Linked DNA regions of Sus scrofa: region 2 is linked to region 1. Evidence: chromatin contacts called from public HiChIP or PLAC-seq data. All regions are on one chromosome and are shown on one strand. Each heading gives the region's core, a stretch centred on a gene start, on an enhancer-like site or on the middle of the called end of the contact. The rest is flanking DNA. Distances are from core to core; before and after follow the strand shown. Region 1 overlaps TMEM233 (transmembrane protein 233). Region 2 overlaps SRRM4 (serine/arginine repetitive matrix protein 4).

The links. HiChIP or PLAC-seq counts read pairs in DNA pulled down with a chosen protein or histone mark.
Region 2: an H3K27ac HiChIP or PLAC-seq map of skeletal muscle shows a contact between it and region 1, with 2.9 times the contacts expected there. The contact joins two enhancer-like sites. A contact is called at or near these places in 1 of 47 Hi-C or Micro-C datasets (skeletal muscle) and 1 of 2 datasets of contacts at active chromatin or transcription factors (skeletal muscle).

What each region holds. Positions count from the first base shown.
Region 1 is chr14:33,230,622-33,234,225 of Sscrofa11.1, forward strand. TMEM233 (transmembrane protein 233) reads right to left here. Exons shown (of 4, transcript XM_021073561.1): 4 at 135-585. The coding sequence ends at 453. Among named protein-coding and RNA genes, the nearest start is that of PRKAB1, 15 kb to the left of the region's middle. Within about 2 kb of position 1,635, at least 3 of the 83 cell types and tissues checked have an H3K27ac peak or open chromatin away from gene starts, as enhancers often do. A contact at or near this core is called in skeletal muscle, where this site is marked.
Region 2 is chr14:33,656,615-33,660,218 of Sscrofa11.1, forward strand. It overlaps SRRM4 (serine/arginine repetitive matrix protein 4), which reads right to left. Exons shown (of 14, transcript XR_002338378.1): 13 at 1,249-2,966. Among named protein-coding and RNA genes, the nearest start is that of HSPB8, 19 kb to the left of the region's middle. Within about 2 kb of position 1,722, at least 13 of the 83 cell types and tissues checked have an H3K27ac peak or open chromatin away from gene starts, as enhancers often do. A contact at or near this core is called in skeletal muscle, where this site is marked.

The sequences.
Region 1 (3,604 bases), core at 385-2,884:
TTAGGGTTTGTTTGTTTTTAGGCCTGCACCCGACATATGGAGGTTCCCGAGCTAGGAGTTGAATCAGAGCTGCAGCTGCCAGCCTACATGACAGCCACAGCAATGCCAAATCCTTAACCCACTGATTGAGGCCAGGGATCAAACCTGTGTCCTCATGGATGTTAGTCAGGTTCGTTTCTACTGAGCCACAATAGGAACTCCTAATTTAGGTTTTGAGATCACTCTGATCAGAAGTTGGGTGCTGATGCTGAAGGAGGATGAATGTGAAAGCAGGGGTTCGGTAGAGAGAACACTGAAACCCCAAATATATCCCTTTAAGCTGTCAATATATTAGGTTGCCTAGTAAGAGAGAATTAAAGTAGCTGATGGAATTAAGGAAACTATCCTGGATTACCTGGGTGGACCCAGTGTTATCGCCAGGTCCTTAAACGAGGAAGAGGAGGGCAAAGGAGTCAGAGAGATGCCATGTGAGAACGAGTCCAGTGGCCACTGCTGATTTTGAAGATGGGAGGAGGCCAGGACGCAAGGAAGGTGGACAGCCTCCAGAGGCTGGAAAAGGTAAGCAGATAGATTCTCCCCGAGAGCCTGCAGAAAGGAAGGCAATCCCACCAGCATCTTGATTTTGACCCAGTGAGACCAGTTTCAGACTTTTGTCCCTTAAAAAAAATTTTTTTTTTAAATTAAAGTAGTTGGAGTTCCCGTCGTGGCTCAGTGGTTAACGAATCCAACTAGGAACCATGAGGTTATGGGTTCAATCCCTGGCCTTGCTCAGTGGGTTAAGGATCTGGCGTTGCTGTGGCTGTGGCATAGGCCAGCAGCTACAGCTCTGATTAGACCCTCTAGCCTGGGAATCTCCATATGCCGCAGGTGCAGCCCTAGAAAAAAAGACAAAAAGACAAAAAAAGAAAAATTAGTTGATTTACAATGTTCTGTCAATTTCTGCTGTACAGCAAAGTGACCCAGTCATACATATTATATATGTGTATGTGTGTGTGTGTATGTGTGTGTGTGTGTTTTCTTGTATTATCTTCCATCATGGTCTATCACAAGTGATTGGATATAGTCCTCTGGCTATACAGCAGGGCCTCATTGCTTATCCATTCTAAATAGAATAGTTTGCATGTTTCAGACTTTTGACCTCCAAAGCAGTCAAAAGGTGGATGGTTTTCAAGTTCGTAGTATTTGTTACAGTACTGATCAGAAATGAATACACTGGGTTACCTGTAACAAGACAACGGTAATTGTTTAGATGAGCTTTGGTAAAGGCTCAAGAATTTTTCTTTCTTTTTTAGGGCCACAGGTGCATCATATGAAAGTTCCCAGACTAGGGGTGTAATCAGAGCTACAGCTGCTGGCCTACACCGCAACCATGGCAATGCCAGATCCTTAACCCAGGGTAAGTGAGGCCAGGGATTGAACCCACATCCTCATAGATACTAGTTGGGTTCATTTCCTCTGAGCCTCAATGGGAACGCCTCAAGAAATACTTACTTACCTTACTTTACTACATCTGTGGGGATCTGGATTTAGGTCATCTTTCTTGTGTCATCAGGCCATTTGTCACCTCTACAGGGGCAGGGTTTGGCCTTTCAGAGTTCCTGTCAATATACTCATTCCAAAGCACAAGCCGTTCCCATACATGGGATTCCATGTCACCCAGACACTGGATGGCAATGCCAGGGGCAGACAGCTTGAGCAAACTAAATGGCAGGGCACCTCAGTGAACTAGTCTATGAGGGTGAACAGGGCAAGTGTGTACTCGGATCAGAAGAGGGATGGAAGTTTTGACTGGACCATCACAGGTTTGACCTGGCTGCTCACCTGAGATTTGGAACAGGTACATAAGATGAAACTCAGACGCCCGACACAGAGAAACACACAAAGGCCACTTGGTACTCCTCTCCCCTGACCTCTGCTACATAAATCTCTGTTGGAACCAATGAATCAATCTTCATTGGAAAGATAATGCCTTCTTTCTTGGCTTCTGTAGGGATGATGGGGGATGCGTGCATATCAGACGTCTTTGTATTTGTCAAATCAGAATTCAACGTGTTTTGGTTCAGGGACCTATGTTTATAGGGTTAACTCCCAGGCTCAAATATGCAACTTCCATGAGTGTTTTTTGTTTTGTTTTGTTTTTTCATTTTTTTTTTTTTAAGGATTTGTAGTAATCCATGAATGTAGACACTGTCTTAGAATCAGTAGCCCAAGACGTCGGTCTTATAATTAGAAGCCTGGATCTAGGGTTACGTATCAAGATACATGCATAATGCTGTTTTGCTGAATGCAGCTGTCCTGGTGCAGGCCAGAGAAAATCTGCTGATCCAGGAGCTGAGGCCAGCGATTTTATGTCTGCATCTGCTTCTGCCCATAACGTGTGGGCAAAGACAGGGCCACTTCAAGGGCTGTAGTCCTATCAGCCTTAGCCATGCTCAGAGCAGGGGACAGGGGCACTCCCTCTCTGAGGCACTGTCCCTTGGGTACAGTCAGTGCACCCTCTTGCAAGGTAGCTGCATAACACTATTCCCGCCTGTCTCTGTCCTCTCACATTTCCTTTTAATGTTCTCCATGTATGCCGGCTCCCCACCAGCCTCTTTCCAAGGGTCTCTCTTTATCCCACCGGAATCTCCAAAGCCTAGCTCACTTTCTGTGGCTGAACAGGTGCTCTGTCAATAATGAATGGGTGAGGAAATGGAAGAGAGTGACAACAGAATGAGGAAATTGTTTGAAAAGCTATTAGATGACTTTTTACCCTGCTCGTGACAGGCATAGTAAGAAGCAGCCGCCTTAAAGTAGACCATGGTTTTTTTTTTTTTTTTTCTTCTGCTCAGCATCTGTCTCTTCTTCTGGTAAAAGCACTTTAGTTTTCCTTTGGGAAACCTCCCTTCCCACACCCTCAATCCATAAAGTTCGGGTGGAGTTGACTTCATCCTCAGTTTCACTGGCTGAATTGTGACCCAGTTCTGGCCAAAGAGGATACTACACACTCCCAGACACAGTATAAATTTGTGTTGGAAAGGGTGGCCACGCCTGTCTGTTAATGGATGGTATTCATTCTGACGGTTTGATTCCTGCTCCAAATCAATTGTGCATTATTTCAAATTGAAATTTTTTCCCCCTTGTAACCCTTAGGGAAGAGTTACTTTATTTCCCCATGCATTGCTTAGCTTGTAGGAAGAAATCCCAAGCTGCTGGCAGCCACTGTGCTGTTGTGAAACCAAAATATACTGAGTTGATGCTGAGAAATTGATAAAGAAGAAATTTTTAGTAATGCTGAGCACCAAGATCCAGCCGTACCTGAAGCTATCCCTACAGTTTTCAATTATATGAACAAGTAAACCCTTTTTGCTGTGGCCATTTTTTAGTCACTGGCTTCTCAAAGAGTCCTCTGGCTGATGCACTTGATCAATCCGTTTTCTAAATGTGCTTTTTTGGAGTGGAGCAGGGGTGATCTCAGCTTTGTAGGAGGCCCTGGAGAAGATCATCATCTCACTTTGTCAATATTAAAGTTCTCTGCCAGACACTGCCCCCCACCCCCACCCCAAATCAGACCCCTATCTCAATCCCAGAGATCTCACTTAGTGACTTTAGTAGGACCAACATT
Region 2 (3,604 bases), core at 472-2,971, 430 kb after region 1:
TAATATATGCCCTAGATTAAGGCTGAGGTTAAGGTGTGCACATCTGTCTCACATCGGGTGCGTCAGTAAAGGACTTTTGCAGGTATTTTAGACTGCAGCTTTTGCCTTACATGCTGACTTCAGACTCCAACCTGATGCCACTGTGTCAGTTCAGCACCTTAGCTCATAAGCCTCTTGTTTTCATCTTTCTGACACCTCAGTTAGGTAGCAGGTGGGCAGGGGGCTGGGGAGTGGCCCTGAAATTCACCAGACATGGACTTAGTCATGAACCTGTGGCCTGAGGTGCTTCTGAGCTTAAAGCTCTGTGGGTCACCCCTTTGGGAGAAAAGGCCCACATCTCCACCCACATCCAGCCTCTCAAATCCCATCCACAAAGACATGAGGGAGAAAAAGAGATGCACAAAAATGTTAGCAGTCCCCCTCCTCCACCCACCCACCCACACATACCCACCCACACTCACACACACACACACACACACACACCCTCTTCATATAAATAAATACTTGAATACTGCTGATGGCAACTGAGAAAGAGAGCGTGCATTACATAAATAAATAAATAAACATAAATAAATAAAATAAATAAGAGGTTCGATAGGAGCCCCAGGCAAAGGGTCCCTCAGAGTTGCTTGGATGAAGGCAGTCTGGATGGGAGGGGGGGGCTCTTGGATCTGTCACTGCTGTCCTGCTAAGGAGGTTCCGTGGCTCCGGAAAGCCTTTGTCCCCACAAAGGGAGACTGGAGTCCAGGCTGGGCTCCTGGGCGGGGAAGAGGGTTATTTACAGTTGCTGTACATGCCCTACCAGGGCACCTGCCCCTGTCCCAGGCACCTGCCACCAGGCCTTCTGTGGCGACAGCACTGGCATCCATGAGTCTTGGCGGGTGGAGCCCAGGTCTGGGCCAGAGGGCATCATGGAAAGGCCAGGTCCTCCTCTGTGCCTCGGTGCCTGGCTCCACTCTGCCTGGGGAAGAAGGACTTTCCCAGTGGTTGCAGGGCAGTTTCTGGCCCTGTGGGTTGATGTGATGGGGAAGACGGGTGGGTGGGGGGGAATGGCACTGCTTCCAAGAAAAAGGAGTTTTTTTAAATGTTCCCCCCCACACACACACACTGGGTGTTAAGGGATGAAGACTATTTGGTTCTCTGCTTCCCAAAGCCCCGCCCTCCAAAGCTGGGAACTGTCCCTTCCTGCCCTCTCCCTCCAAGCCCTGGCCAGCGGCTGTCTGTTGCCACCACAAACTTGAAACTCACCCGCAAGGCTCCGGAAAGCCAGTCAGCTGGTGAGGGGGATGCCCAAGAGGTTATTTTAAGGACCTTCTCCCTCGGGCTCCTGTTCTCAGTGCCTTCCGTGGCTGAAGCAGCTGGTGGTATTTGCCTGCTGGAGATTGACTTACCCTTGCTGCCCAGCCCGGGGCCGGGAGAAGGTTGGGGGGGAGGACAGAAATGAAGGTGGGGCTTTCCCAAGCCCCTGAGAAACTCCAGAAACCAGCGGGAGCCACGGAGCATCCAAGCCCTTTCCCGCCCCCACCCCAGACTCCCGAGATTTGGACCTTTTCCCCGCAACCTGAGCCACTGTGCCCCATCCTGGCAAAATTCCTGAGAGGCAAAGGGGGTGACTTAGGCTGAGGGTGGGTGGGTGCTTGGCTGCACTGGGTAGGATCCAGGGTGTGGCAGTCTGGGCAGTGGGGAGGGGGCGGGCAGGCGCCAACCAAAGGGTAAGGCCAGACTGGCTGGCGCTGGCAACTGGCAGCCGGCCATGGCGCTGGGGAATGTTCAGCAGATGGTCCCGTGGAATTAGGCTGTTGCCAGCTTGTGGGGCCCAGGCAAATTTGGGAAGTGGGGGCTGCAGACCAAGCTGTCCTGACGGGCCACTACGTCCTTTCTCAGAGGTCACGGGGTCCCTGTGAACAGCCAAGAGGCATTTTGTGTAAATCACGGGGTGGCCTCTCCATGGACAGAAACCACTGGGCTCCTCTTCCAGACCAGGCTGCGATACTGGGAGCAGCAGACTGACCCCACCCCCACCCCCTTTTGGCTTCTACCCTCATGACCAGAGAGCCCGTGTCCTATCTCTAACACCTACTACCAAGTGAAAGAAATGTTCGTGGCCCCTACTCAGACCATCCCCTTCCAGGACCCAAGAGCCTTCTAGCTTTTGCTCTGGCCTGAACGGCCCTGGGTCTCTCCTAATACCCACCCCCCATGCCCAGCGGGGTCCATACCCGTGCAGCCATGAGATTGAATGTGGGGAGAAGGAGGGCAGGTGTGATGAATTACAGCTGGCCCTCAGGATGCATCCTGCGAGCAGTGGGGAGCAGAACTCTCTGTATGCTTTCCCGGCCAGAACCAAACTTTTGAGTCATGGACCCACGGCTTCTTGCAAACCTTTGAGGTTTTTCTGTGCCCACAGAAGGTGGTTCTCACCATTTGCTCAGGCCTGAGTGGAGCCCATGGGGTGGTGTGGTGGAGGCTCCTAGCAGCCCGACATACAGGTTGAAGCCCCCATACCCTCGATTCCTCCTCCCCAGGAGAGCAGGAAGGACAGGGCCCAGGAGCCCTCAATGTCTATCACCAAGGAGAAGGCAGGGCAGGCAGGGAGTTGGGGAGGCTGGCAGAGTGAAAGGGGCACCCCCTGCAGGCAGTTGGCTCAAGGGAGGGCCCTTGCTTAGCGCCTGGTGCTGGAGTAGCTGTCTGCTGAGCTGTAGCTCCCACTCCGACTCCGGCTCCGGCTTCGGCTCCGGGAGCCCAGGCTGGGGCTGCGGGAGCTGCAGCTGCTGCTAGTGCGGGTCCTGCTCCGGCTCCGGCTTCGGCTGTGGCTCCGGCTTCGGCTGCGGCTCCGGCTTCGGCTCCGGGAGTAGCTCCTGCTGACTGAACGGCTGCTGCTGCTACTGTACCAGGAGGAGGTGCTGCTGAGGCCGCTGGAGGAAGAGGGGCTGGGCCGGTAGTAGGGGATGGGGCGTTTCCGGGCACTGCAGAGACCAGAGGGAGAAGGCATGAGGGCAAGACTCTCCCAGCCTCAAGCCAGGGAGCGTCGGCATTGTCCCAAAAGACATGTCCCAGCTCCTTAGGGAAAAAAAAAAATCCCATTACTCTTCTCTTGCAGACCTGAGAAGATTAAGGAGATGGTCTCAGTCTTGTGCTGATATGTTTTGAAAAGTGGTAATCTCACATTCTTAACACAGCCAGGCTGGGCTCAGAGAACCTCCAGCTGGCAAAGGAATGTACATCTAAACTCTAGTCATAGTTTTGCTTCACTATTTTTATTTTTACTAGAACCTTCTATTTATGGCAAAAAAAAAAAAAAAAGAGGCTGATTTTCCATTTACCGTAGTGTATCAAGTTTCCTTTTGAAATAAATGTATAGACCTCTTTAAAAAGGGCATGTCTATTTAAAGAAAATTAAGTAAGTAGTGCACTTCATAAGCAGACACAAAAATGGTGGGTGACTAAAGTTTGGGAAACACTGAATGGGTTCATCAAGAAGGACTATTTGGGGGTGAGTAACGAAACCAGAGAGGGTTTTGGAAATGCCACTCTCTTTACCTCAGCCTTCCTGCAAGTCCACCCCAAGGACACCCGGGAAAGTCAATGCAGTGGGTGCAGGACT